Linked DNA regions of Mus musculus: all the other regions are linked to region 1. The links are chromatin contacts, called in public Hi-C and HiChIP or PLAC-seq maps. All regions are on one chromosome and are shown on one strand. Each heading gives the region's core, a stretch centred on a gene start, on an enhancer-like site or on the middle of the called end of the contact. The rest is flanking DNA. Distances are from core to core; before and after follow the strand shown.

What was found. A called contact is a pair of places that touch in the nucleus more often than the background predicts. HiChIP or PLAC-seq counts read pairs in DNA pulled down with a chosen protein or histone mark.
Region 2: a contact with region 1 is called in a Hi-C map of the C2C12 cell line, with 4 times the contacts expected there. The contact joins two enhancer-like sites. A contact is called at or near these places in 6 of 484 Hi-C or Micro-C datasets (the C2C12 cell line, adipose-derived mesenchymal stem cells, cortical neurons and 3 more), 19 of 115 datasets of contacts at active chromatin or transcription factors (the NIH/3T3 cell line, bone marrow-derived macrophages, cardiomyocytes and 12 more) and 1 of 9 other capture datasets (embryonic tail).
Region 3: a Hi-C map of bone marrow-derived macrophages shows a contact between it and region 1, with 17 read pairs. The contact joins two enhancer-like sites. A contact is called at or near these places in 1 of 15 datasets of contacts at CTCF or cohesin (the NIH/3T3 cell line), 2 of 484 Hi-C or Micro-C datasets (bone marrow-derived macrophages and nephron progenitors), 1 of 115 datasets of contacts at active chromatin or transcription factors (the NIH/3T3 cell line) and 1 of 9 other capture datasets (embryonic tail).
Region 4: a contact with region 1 is called in an H3K27ac HiChIP or PLAC-seq map of SST interneurons, with 4 times the contacts expected there. The contact joins two enhancer-like sites. A contact is called at or near these places in 1 of 15 datasets of contacts at CTCF or cohesin (the NIH/3T3 cell line), 2 of 484 Hi-C or Micro-C datasets (cortical neurons and uterus) and 4 of 115 datasets of contacts at active chromatin or transcription factors (SST interneurons, embryonic stem cells, microglia and 1 more).

What each region holds. Positions count from the first base shown.
Region 1 is chr12:52,125,351-52,128,050 of GRCm38.p6, reverse strand. The region is part of intron 3 of Nubpl (nucleotide binding protein-like); the gene reads right to left. Among named protein-coding and RNA genes, the nearest start is that of Nubpl, 29 kb to the right of the region's middle. Within about 2 kb of position 1,335, at least 29 of the 459 cell types and tissues checked have an H3K27ac peak or open chromatin away from gene starts, as enhancers often do. A contact at or near this core is called in the C2C12 cell line, SST interneurons, adipose-derived mesenchymal stem cells and 1 more, where this site is marked.
Region 2 is chr12:52,492,248-52,494,947 of GRCm38.p6, reverse strand. No RefSeq gene overlaps it. Among named protein-coding and RNA genes, the nearest start is that of Gm35135, 13 kb to the right of the region's middle. Within about 2 kb of position 1,432, at least 78 of the 459 cell types and tissues checked have an H3K27ac peak or open chromatin away from gene starts, as enhancers often do. A contact at or near this core is called in the C2C12 cell line and adipose-derived mesenchymal stem cells, where this site is marked.
Region 3 is chr12:52,627,579-52,630,278 of GRCm38.p6, reverse strand. All of the region lies in intron 3 of Gm35239 (a long non-coding RNA gene), which reads right to left. Among named protein-coding and RNA genes, the nearest start is that of Gm23296, 24 kb to the right of the region's middle. Within about 2 kb of position 1,363, at least 17 of the 459 cell types and tissues checked have an H3K27ac peak or open chromatin away from gene starts, as enhancers often do. A contact at or near this core is called in bone marrow-derived macrophages, where this site is marked.
Region 4 is chr12:52,395,284-52,397,983 of GRCm38.p6, reverse strand. No RefSeq gene overlaps it. Among named protein-coding and RNA genes, the nearest start is that of Gm40423, 35 kb to the right of the region's middle. Within about 2 kb of position 1,398, at least 97 of the 459 cell types and tissues checked have an H3K27ac peak or open chromatin away from gene starts, as enhancers often do. A contact at or near this core is called in SST interneurons, where this site is marked.

The DNA.
Region 1 (2,700 bases), core at 86-2,585:
GCTTTTAAGACCTCAAATCCCATCCCAGTAACACACGCCTTCCAACGTCCTAATCCTTCCCAGTTGGTGATCAAGCATGAAAGTATAAGAACCTATGTGGGCCATTCTCATTCAAACCACAAGAGCCCCTACTCCCACCCCTCCTTTTCATACAGAGTTTACTTCTTTGAAAACATTGGATTCTATACTTGTCTAGCCTCTCATGCAGCTAAAAGATGGTCAAAGAATCAGTCATGGTCAGTGAAACTAGAAAGGACCAAATGAAATGTTTCCTCCATAACAAAACCAACCACAGGGGAACACACCCTTTCTCTTCTCCTTTGCAAATGACTGCAACAGCCACCCTACAAAAAATGTAGGAAGCTACCCCAGAACCCTGATATACTTGTGCTCAGTTTTTTTTATTATTATTATTTATTTATTATTTATTATTATTATTTATATTAAGAACAGACTTTTTTCATACAATGTATTCTAATATGGTTCCCCTCCCCCCACTCCTCCCATATCCTCCCTACTTCCACACCAATCCAAATCCATACCCTTCCTTTTTCTCTTTCATTAGAATACAAAAAAATCACCTAAAACATAATAATAAAATAACAATGCTATGACTTCCAGACATCTGTGATATACAAGCAAAACACCCATATACACAGAGTAAAAATTAAAATAGACAAATGTAGATGTTTATAATCAAAGCATAGAGGAGGCAGAGGCTCTTAAGAGATTTGGAAGTTCAAAACCTTCCTGAGGCTACATAGCAAGTTCAAGGCCAACAAGACCTACTTAGTAAGACCCTGTCTCAAAACAAAACAAACAAAACCACACTCCCCATTCCAGAAAAAAAAAGTCAAATTTGTGATAACAAAAATTCTAAATTCCAATTCCAAAATTCTAGCTCCCTAAAGTTTTCACTCAAACTGGAGAGAGACATGGAAGGAGATGAGTAACATATAACTAAGAAGGGACAGTGACAGTTACTATATCTCTGAAAAAGCGTAATGGAATTAGGAAAGAGAATGGAATGGTGGTTATAGAAGGCAATGGAATGGTTTTCGTCCAGGGCAACTTCTCTGAGCCCTCAGGTTAGGATCGGTTTGCTTCCCTAACACCAGGACTTCCCTTCTGTAACACAGCTTGGATGGCCTTTTTCACCACTTTACCCATAATTCCCACCACATGGTCTAATGTACATCTGCGAGTCACTAACACAGTCAAAGGAATGCCTTGTTAGTTCAGCTTAACAAAGTAACTCATAAAACCACAGGCTGTGTGATGGGATCTGCTAACTTCCCAATTCCATCAGAGCCAAAAGCAATAGTTAACCATGAGACACAAGAGGGTCATCTAGTCATCCCTGCCCTGCCACCTATGATTTACTACGGCTTCTGTCATATTTCCTGCAGTGACTCACGAGACACACACTTAACAGCTGGCTTCCGTCCTCCCTATCTAATCATGTATAAAAATAAAACATCTATATTACCCCAGTCATTTTCATAGTGCCTGTGAAAATGTCAGAGCCCTAGCCAAGGACAAGCAGCAGCCTTGCAGCCTTCTCAGAGGCAGATGTTAGCTACTCCTGATCCATTTATAGGACTTGCTTCCAAACAGGGCTATTCTTTCCTGACTTCATTTCCTCCTTGAAAAATGGTACTTAGCAGAGTAAGATTTTCAAATTTTCCTTTCTCTGATCATAATGTTTTCTTAGCAAAATAAAATCATATTTCCTTTGCGTTTGTTTTATAATAGAGGGAACAATTTCTCCTAGCACACTACTTTTGAAATGATCTGATACACAAAACATAAAAATGGGGCAATTTTTTTAAAGAACTGAATTCACAAGCCCTGTGGAATGAAGATTGTAAAGACAAAACTGGGAGCTGATCAAGCTGGTTTTTATTAAAAGGATAAAAACAAATAGTGCTAAGTTCCTGCTCACGGCCTGTGAAGCAGTGCTTCTGGGAGTCCTGCCTAGCATTTGCACACACTCTCCACCCTGTCCATCCCACCAAGGTGGTGTGGTCTTCCCTCTGAAACTTAGTCCTCTGGAAAAGAAGAGAGGCAAGGAATCTAGCTTAAAAGCCTCTGCTGATAAAGAAAAGAGCAAGCACAAGTCTCTCCCCAAACACCTTGCCCTGGAGAGAAGCCACCTTTCGTCACACACAGCTGGTTTGCTCACTAGAATACTCTGTTCGTGATCAAGGCCCTTCTATCCTATTAGCACTGGCATCTATTCAGTTCCTAATTGTCTCTGCCAAGGTGGTACTTCCAGTCTGTGTGCCACTGGGGCGCAATCCCTCTAGTCAACACTCAATCCATCCTGACCCTTTAATTCCTCAAAGAAGACGGAAAATAAAATAGCTTGCCACTATTTTAAGCCAAAGAAAGTAAGGGAATTAGGCCCGGAGAGATGGCTCAGCGACTAAGAGCACTGACTGCTCTTCCAGAGGTCCTGAGTTCCATTCCCAGCCATCACATGGTGGCTCACAACCAACTGTAATGGGATCCGATGCCCTCTTCTGGTGTGTGTGAAGAGAACTATAGTGTACTCATATACATAAAACAAATAAATCTTTAAAAAAAAGGAAAAGAAAGTAAGGGAATTAATAATAATAATAATAATAATAAGGAATACAACTGTTTAAAATCCATTAGGATATTTTAAAACCCATGTCAATTTTTTTTACATCATTA
Region 2 (2,700 bases), core at 183-2,682, 370 kb before region 1:
TTGAGAATCACTGATTTATAGATTCAGAAACTCTCCCCAACTCTACTTTAATTCTACCAAACTGACTCAAATCTTACTTAGTTCTAGTGTTTGGGCAGGGCAGGGGGGTGTTTTGTTTGAGTTGTTCATTTTATGTGTATGTGAGTGTTTTGCCTACATGTATGTGCACCATGTGTCTACCTGATACACATGGAGGTCAGAAAAGGGTAACGGAGACCCTGGAACTGGAGGTAAGGATGGTTTCGAACCACCATGTGTGTGCTGGGAATCAAACACGGTCCTCTGTAAGACAGGCAGCTGCTTTAATTTCTGAGCCATCTCCCCAGCACTGTGGTTTTGGTTTTTGTTTAATTTTGTTGAGAATTCTGGTTTTTCACATTTTTATTTTTGTTGTGTGCGTGTTTGTTGTAAGACAGAGCATTGTGCTGTAGCTGAGGGTGACCTGAACCACAAATGCCTCCTGTTTAGGCTCCTGAGTGTTGGGACTGTAAGGTGCATCACACGCCCAACATGGTGGGAGCTGATAAGCTGATTATAGGGAAATAGTTTTTAGTTTACCTTTAATTACTAGAATAATGTTCTACATAGAGTTTTGCATATTCAGAAAATTCAATTATGACTTTAATTTGTATAGAAATATGAATAATTAAATAACCTGGAAGAAAAGAAATGGAAACATTAACAGTGGCCACGTCTGGGTCTAAAACGATGTGCTCCTGTTCTGTGCCATATGTATTCACGGATATTTAAACTTCCTTAGTCTTGAAAATAACAGGAGATGATTTGTAACACTGTGCATTGCAAATCACATCTGCCTACTTAAAACCTCCTTTGAAATATATTTACTTGGACAGTATAATCCACACAGGGTTTGAGTCTTGGGTCAACTTTTCTTTGGCGCACTACTCTGAGTCATCCTCTCATTGAATAGCCATTAATTCCAACCCTCTGTGTGCCAGTCTGTGATTCTGCCATCATAGGAAAGGAAAGGCATGAATCCTGCTGGCGACATGTTCATTTTCTGGTTTTAGAACTAGTAAGATGTAGGGCTATAGATTATGGCTTTTGGTGAGGAACAAATACATCTCTCAATTTCTGTCACACTCTAATAGCTTCATCACTCATGGTTTCTCGTTTTCAATACAACAGGCACAATACGGTCTTTTGGAGATTGAAAAATGCGAAGGATGATAATTTCTCCTCTAGCAAACTGACCGCTGGTTTACCCAAATAACTTGTGTGCCGAGGGCACTTTCAAAGCACACAGTGTGAATGTTAAAGGCCCTCTGAATGAACCCCGTTGTTTCCCTCTCCTATTGTCAGATATGTAGTCTCGTGGTTTTGAGTTTTGGCAGTCTTCAGGTTAGGGCCATGCCGCCCAGAGGAATAGAGGCCACTCCGAGACTGAGTGAACTCTTGTTTTAACTGGCATATAGCTGTTTTTATTTGGGTTTCTGTGGAATCTGGAAGCCTGCAACTCATCCAGAATAAGGGCATTCCACAAATTCCATTTCATAAAAGCCAGTCACTCTCTCAGACACTGTTTCAGTTTCCTTCAATGTAACTAAACTTTTAGCAGACATTCCAGGGAAAGTGATGGAGGGAGGAGCCTTAAGATAAGCATTACTCGGGATTCTGGCCCAGTCCGTCCTCCTGAGTGTGTTGATAGTATTAGCCGCAGAATCATAGCAGTAAAGGAAATAACAACCAAAATATATTTAAACAGTTAAAATGTCAAGTCAATTAGAGGAATTCACAAAATCCCAGAATTTAAAAAAAAATAAATTTATATATACCAAATGATCTAACACAAATGAGATTCAAGCTTCCTCGGCAACCTGTACTTTCTCACGTTGTTTAAATAGAAACCAGGTTTTGTGCATGGTCAAATTTTTTAGCCTAAAAAAATTTTCATTTTTTTTTTCTTTTAAAGCAATAATTTAATTGGAACTCAAATGCTTTAGTTGTTGCTATAGTTTCCCCCTCCCCGCTTCCCCTATGAAACAGGGTCTCCTGTAGCCCAGGCTGTGCTCCAACTTGCTAGTAATTTAGGATTATCCTGAGCGCTAATCCTCTGCCTGGATTTGGCAAGTGCTGGGATTACAGGCTTGTGACACCAGGCCCAGTGGAACAGAAATAGTCTCCACATGTGGGGTCTGTCTGTCTCCCTGTCCTTCTGTTGCTTCTCTATGTGTCTGTCTCTCTCTGCCTCTCTGTCTCTCTGTCTCTTCCTATGTAGCCTGGTTGGCCTCAAACTCACCCAGTTTTAGTTTCATTTTACCTGCCTCCACCTCCCCACAGGCTGGGATTAAATGCCTGTGCCACCACACCCAGTCCCAAGGTCTCTCCTTTGATTGGAGATAAGGAACATATACTGGGTGAACATCAGACCTACAGAGGAAATGAGACCTTCTGATGTCCAGTTGCTTTGTGGATAAGCAATGAGCGTTGTGTCCTGACATCCTTCTTCAGGCTTCTGAGGAGAAGGGAGTCTCCTCAAACTGTTCTCAGTCACACACACCTTTAACTCTGTGAGACGGTCACAGACTGACTTGTGCTGCTGTCTCCTCGCCTTTGTGTAATTTAATAAAAATGGCTGCAAGTGTACGAATCCGAGCTGAGGTAACTGCAATGCTTCTGCTCGAGAAGGAAAGTGTTTATTTAAATCTCTGAAAGACACAGTGTGGGATCCACATGGGA
Region 3 (2,700 bases), core at 114-2,613, 500 kb before region 1:
TTAAAATAACAATAGGTTCTCTCCAGCATCAGCCAAAACCACCTTTAAACAATAATTTATTTAATCATCACAAAAGTCCTGGGAAAGAAGTTTTATTTTTACCATAGCCATTACACAGATAAACAAACTAAGGAGCAGAGAGGTCCAACAACTCCCTAAACTTGCAAAGGTCTGTGCTGGTGACGTTAAGATTCAAACCCAGGCAAGCTGGTTTAAGCATCCACAGAGGGTTTAACTACTACACATAATGTCCTCTTTCACTCTCTGCAATTTATTGTTTTCTATTTTCACTCATATGCACCTAAGACTTGGCCAGCGATTGTAGAATGATAAGCAGTATTCCCTTGGTGACCAGCAATACTAGAACAATATAAGAAAGCCATCACCAGAATATAAGTGATATACATGGAGCACCAGGGGGACCTAAGCACTAGGAAACAACAGAAGACTTCCCTCAGCACCAAAGGTGAGATCAGATAGGGATAAGCAAAGGTGCGTAAAGGGACTGAAGATGCAGAAGGTGACCTCCCAAAACACACTCAAGGCCGCTGTGTATGTGTGGGTTCATTTAGTCTTCCCATGAGGCATCATTAGTTAACAGGCAAAGACAATGTGGTATGTAAAGTTTAACAATTGATCCAAGGTCACACAACAACCTAGTGTCCGAGCTAAGTTTGTGACATCTGCTTCTTCATGATACCCTTTCTTTAAACCTGGAAGCTTTTCATGGAGGTAAACACAAACTAAACCAGCCAGGGTACTGGGCGAGCACTGACAGAGCTAGGAAAATTTAACGCTTTCTTGGCTCCTTACAGCAGCATCCTTTGTCTTCCATCTCCCAGAGGAATAAGTACATTTCCAACCTAGAAGACTCTTCCCTGATGGGTTTCTTCAGCAAGCAAGGTTCTTCTCAGCAGACTGACCTATTATGACATCGTGTTCAAGTACAGAACAGCTCTCAAGAGCCAGTCAAGCTTGTCATGGAAAGACCAGACTCTTTTGGAATCAGGTGGCGAAGATGCAGATAGGGGGCCCTAGAAGACCCCTAATGCCAAACTCCTTGTTAGAGGGAGAAAATCCCAGAGTTGAGTGAGGGGTGTCCAAGGCTGTACATTCAGCACCCCAACCCCCCAAAACTCTGAGCTCCATGAGCGTGCTTTAGCAAGCAGAGATCTGAAATTCCTGCAACAGCTTGGGGAGGAGGTAACTAAGGATCTGCCTTCCCACAGAGTCCGTCTTTAGACTCCAAAGCTGCTAAGACGAAAAAAGAGCAAATCTGTTTTGTTAGCAAGGTTCAGGATTGAGTCAGGCTTTGTGTTGTTAGGGAAAGGGTAGGAGTGGAAGGCCATCCAAGTGTGAATCACCAGCTCTTCATCAGCAGAGTGGGCTGTTGGGGGAAGTATATCTTCTCCAGACCTTGTGCTTGCTCTCTTCCCACTACTGGGGGAAAAGGGACTTTGATGTTACAGCACCCACTCGACTCCTCTTACGGCATGCCTTTTGCAGTCCCCACTGCCTATAACAGAGACAAATATAGCTGCTTTGATGCTTCAGCCACTGTGCCCTTAGGTAACCCTTTAAGTAGATTCAACATAATAGATCTAATCGCTCAGACAAGAACCTGCTAGTCAAACAGTAAAAGAAGCATCCATTACTTCACTGTCAGAATGTTTAAAAGAGTATCGAGGTCATCGCTCATCAAGCCTCCCTCTGGGAACAGATTTAGTCCACTGCTCTTCGTGAGGCCAAAAGGACTGCACACCACCTTTCATTACTATCTCCTGCCAGTCTTCAGTTCTGCTCTCACCGATCATCACATTAGGCAGTAGCCAAAAGACATAACCTTTTAAAAAACGCACTTACCTTAATGTTCTCAGAGTATTTATAGGTCACTTGCTTTGCTGGCTAGTATTTGTGAACTTGCACAATAAATAAAGAGGTTTTTGGTTTTTGGTTTTGTTTTTTTTTCTCATTTTCTGTAGCATTAGGTAAAAATCATCAGAGATCAGAACCCAAACAAATGTAATGACCTTCAGACTGTGTCATTGGCACAGTACTGTTCACACTGGTTTTCTTACCCACTCCCCCAATATAAGACTTTATTGATCATGAGCAATCTAAAATATTTGGGAACATAGAAACTAGATGATTTAAAGGTGGAGAAACTATAGCAGTCCCCTTTTCTTTAAAGTCTTTCCCCCAAACTCATTCCCTGTGTGTACATAATGCCTCTCTGACCACTCATGGTTAGTCTTCTTTACATATCTATATCTGTGCCTAGGTTTCTGCAGACTTGCACTCCCTCTTTCTTCCTCTCTGCCTCCCCATCTATAAATTGCCTTACAAGCTTCTCAAGGTCAGTATGTAGAAGACAGAACTCCTCATCTCCCTCTATCATCTCCCACGTTCTATCATCTCTCATGTTCTTCTGTATCTATTTTTAGCACTACCTACTATCATTGTTCAAATGAATCTGCAAGTCAAGTCCCACCACTCCTCTTCACTCAAGGTCCCTCACATCCAACCAATGTTAAAGACTTCCTTCTTGGATATATCTGTGTGTCTTGACTCTCATTGCCAATATCCCAGTTCAAATCAAAATTATAATTCCCCAAATTGCCCTGCCATTTTTGTTCCAACTGGTTTCTCTGTCCCTATTTATATTCTTCTAACCCAAGACTTACATTTCATCTGGCGATC
Region 4 (2,700 bases), core at 149-2,648, 270 kb before region 1:
AGGCCCCATGAGTCCCCACTCAACTCCTCAGACATCTTTTAAGTAGGAAGTGTCTGCTTTCTAGAAGCTCTGAGTCTTCCTGTCCTCCCACCAGCCCTTTCCTCCTGGAGTTGCCAAATACAGCACTTAGCTGTGCTGGCCTCTACAGTTTCCCCTCCCCTGGGGTACTCATATCTCAGAGCACTTTACAGCCAGTGGGCCCCCAGGAAGTGAACTCCTGCCTGCCTCCCTACTAGGCAACATCTCCCAACAGGGTCCCTCTGTTCTCCTGCCTGATGTCCATTTGGCCCACGTGGAAATTCCCATCTGTTTGCAATTGGTTTTGTTCTGCAGGAGAGAGGTGGGTGTTGGACAACTGGGTTGCATTTATCAGGGTCATTCAGGGTCTGGTTTGGAGGGAAGGTTGGGGGCCAGATGTGGAACACTTCTAGAGGCTAAAAAGTATAACCTGTGGAGTTTAGAAGATTGTTTGGAGGGTTTTTGATTTTGGTCATAGAAGGAGTTGAGGTCAGATACCACAGCTGAGGGCAATTCCACATGAACGCTATGTGTCCCCTCAAAGACAGATCCAGTCTTCCAGAGAGAAAGTAGAGGTTGGGGCCCTGTGTCCAGGGCATACCTGCCTTTCCAGCTGACTTAACCCCTCAAGTGAGGATACAAATTTGGCATAATTTCATAAGTCCACTGAGGAACACACTGCGGGAATTCGTGGACTAACTTTTCAGATTTATTTTCACTATAAATTATGGATTTCTTTTTAAAGCAATGTCTTTATTGAGATATACTCTCTATCCAATAAAAGACCCTCTAAACTTTGTAATTTAGGGTAAGGGGTAGACAGTACTCGCCTAGCTTGCACAAAGTCCTGGGTTTGACCCCCAGCTCTGCTAAAGTATATGATACAGGGGATTTGGGTATTTGTAGAGTTGGGCAAATATTACTTCTCTAATTTTAGAATATTTGTATCATTCTACTCTAAACATTCTGTAGCCATTTATCCCAACTTCCCACTCTCTTCCCTGAGTCCTCAGAAACCAACAACCTGCCTTCTGTTTCTGACCACAAGTTTCTGGCCACCACCCAGTGACTTTAGGTATCCCCGTAGACAAACGCAAAGCCAAATGTGCACCGGGATTGATCACACTCCTCAGAAACCATTGCTGTGTTTCTCAGGCTCTAGCAAACCCAGCCTCATTCTCCCTATCACTGAAAAGAACAGATGGCTGAAGCCGTCTCCAGGCCAAGGCTGTGCCTCTGTATTGCCAAACATGCTGATGAGCCCTGTAACTCAGCCCGGAGTCACTAGGAAAACAAATGCGGAAATACCTGGACAGCGCCAAAGCAGCACAGGCATTTCCCAGCTCTCCCGCCACACCACGTTGCAGCTGCATGGGTGACTCCTGACACAGTGACCCTTAGTGGAAATGGGTCTGTGCATGCCAGATGACTCAGGGTCAGGACTGGCCTGAGTGGACTGGCAGTGCTAAGAACGGGCAGCGGTGCTGATTTCAGATGAAGTTCCCAATATGAGTAGGTGAAGGGGCTGGAGCCCGAGGCCTCAGGGCTAGGGAACAGATTGTTCATGAGCTAAGTAGACAGCTAAGCACTTAACACGAGGAGCACAGGGAAGCAGCAGCATGGACCGCAGGAGGCTGAGAGCTGCCGCCACCTCGCTTGGGAACAGCAGCCAGTTCAGGGGCTGCTTGCTGCTTGGAAGCATTTTTACAGGCACAGAGGATCTGTGGCACTCTGAATTGAGAATCCCTGATGGAACACAACTGGGCGGGTGTAGATCTTCCTGCAGCAGCTCAGCCTCTTCAGAAAAGGAAAACGAGTGAAGAAAACATTTGTATTTCCAAGAATACCATAGCAGCTTCCCTTGGAGGGAACACTTCATGATACAGCTATAGTACTTGTTAGCATGTGACTTTTCCAGCCCAGAGCATGGGCTTCTGCAAGGAGAGTCTGTGTCGTTTCATTTTTATAAGCTTGGCATATAGTAATTACCAGTAAAGCCTCATTTATTGGGTGAAAAATTTCAAGTATCTATTTCTAACGTTTTTTTCCCCCAAAGAACTCTGTAGCATTAAAAAAAAATCCTTCCTCCAAAAATCACTGTATTAAGAAGGGCAGTTAAAATAAAGTGCAAATGTGTGCTTTTAAGCATGCTATTCTTATCAAGGAAGACACAGTGCTGTGCGATGCATCCATGAGGAGAATCTGTGAGCTGAATAAAGATGTTTAAAACCATAGAAGACTGGATCTAAGACCATAGAGCCAGGCCCTTAACAACAAATACCTGGAATACATGTGAGCCCTCCCTTCCACACCTAGGAAAGACGCTGCCAATCATGTCTGGCTGTTTCCCACCAAATGTAGGCTTAAGTGTAGACTCGTCACCAGCACTTTTTCACAGGACTGTTCCTGGGTGGTTGGTGAGGAAACATACACAGTAACTTGTCAGCCCAGGACAGACAGGACCTTGAAACCCCTTGAGGTCATCTTGGGGGGTGGGGGTGGGGGGTGGGGAAGGGCACTTGAGAGGAGCCTACTGGACTCCTGAGATGCACAGCCTGTTGTCTGCATGCAGAGTGACTTTATTCTAATTCAAGGACTCCTGCTGCGACTGGATCTGAGGCCCAGACAGGCAAAGGTCCGGCTTATCAAGAGATTCAAGGACCGAGACAGCCAGAGCCTAGA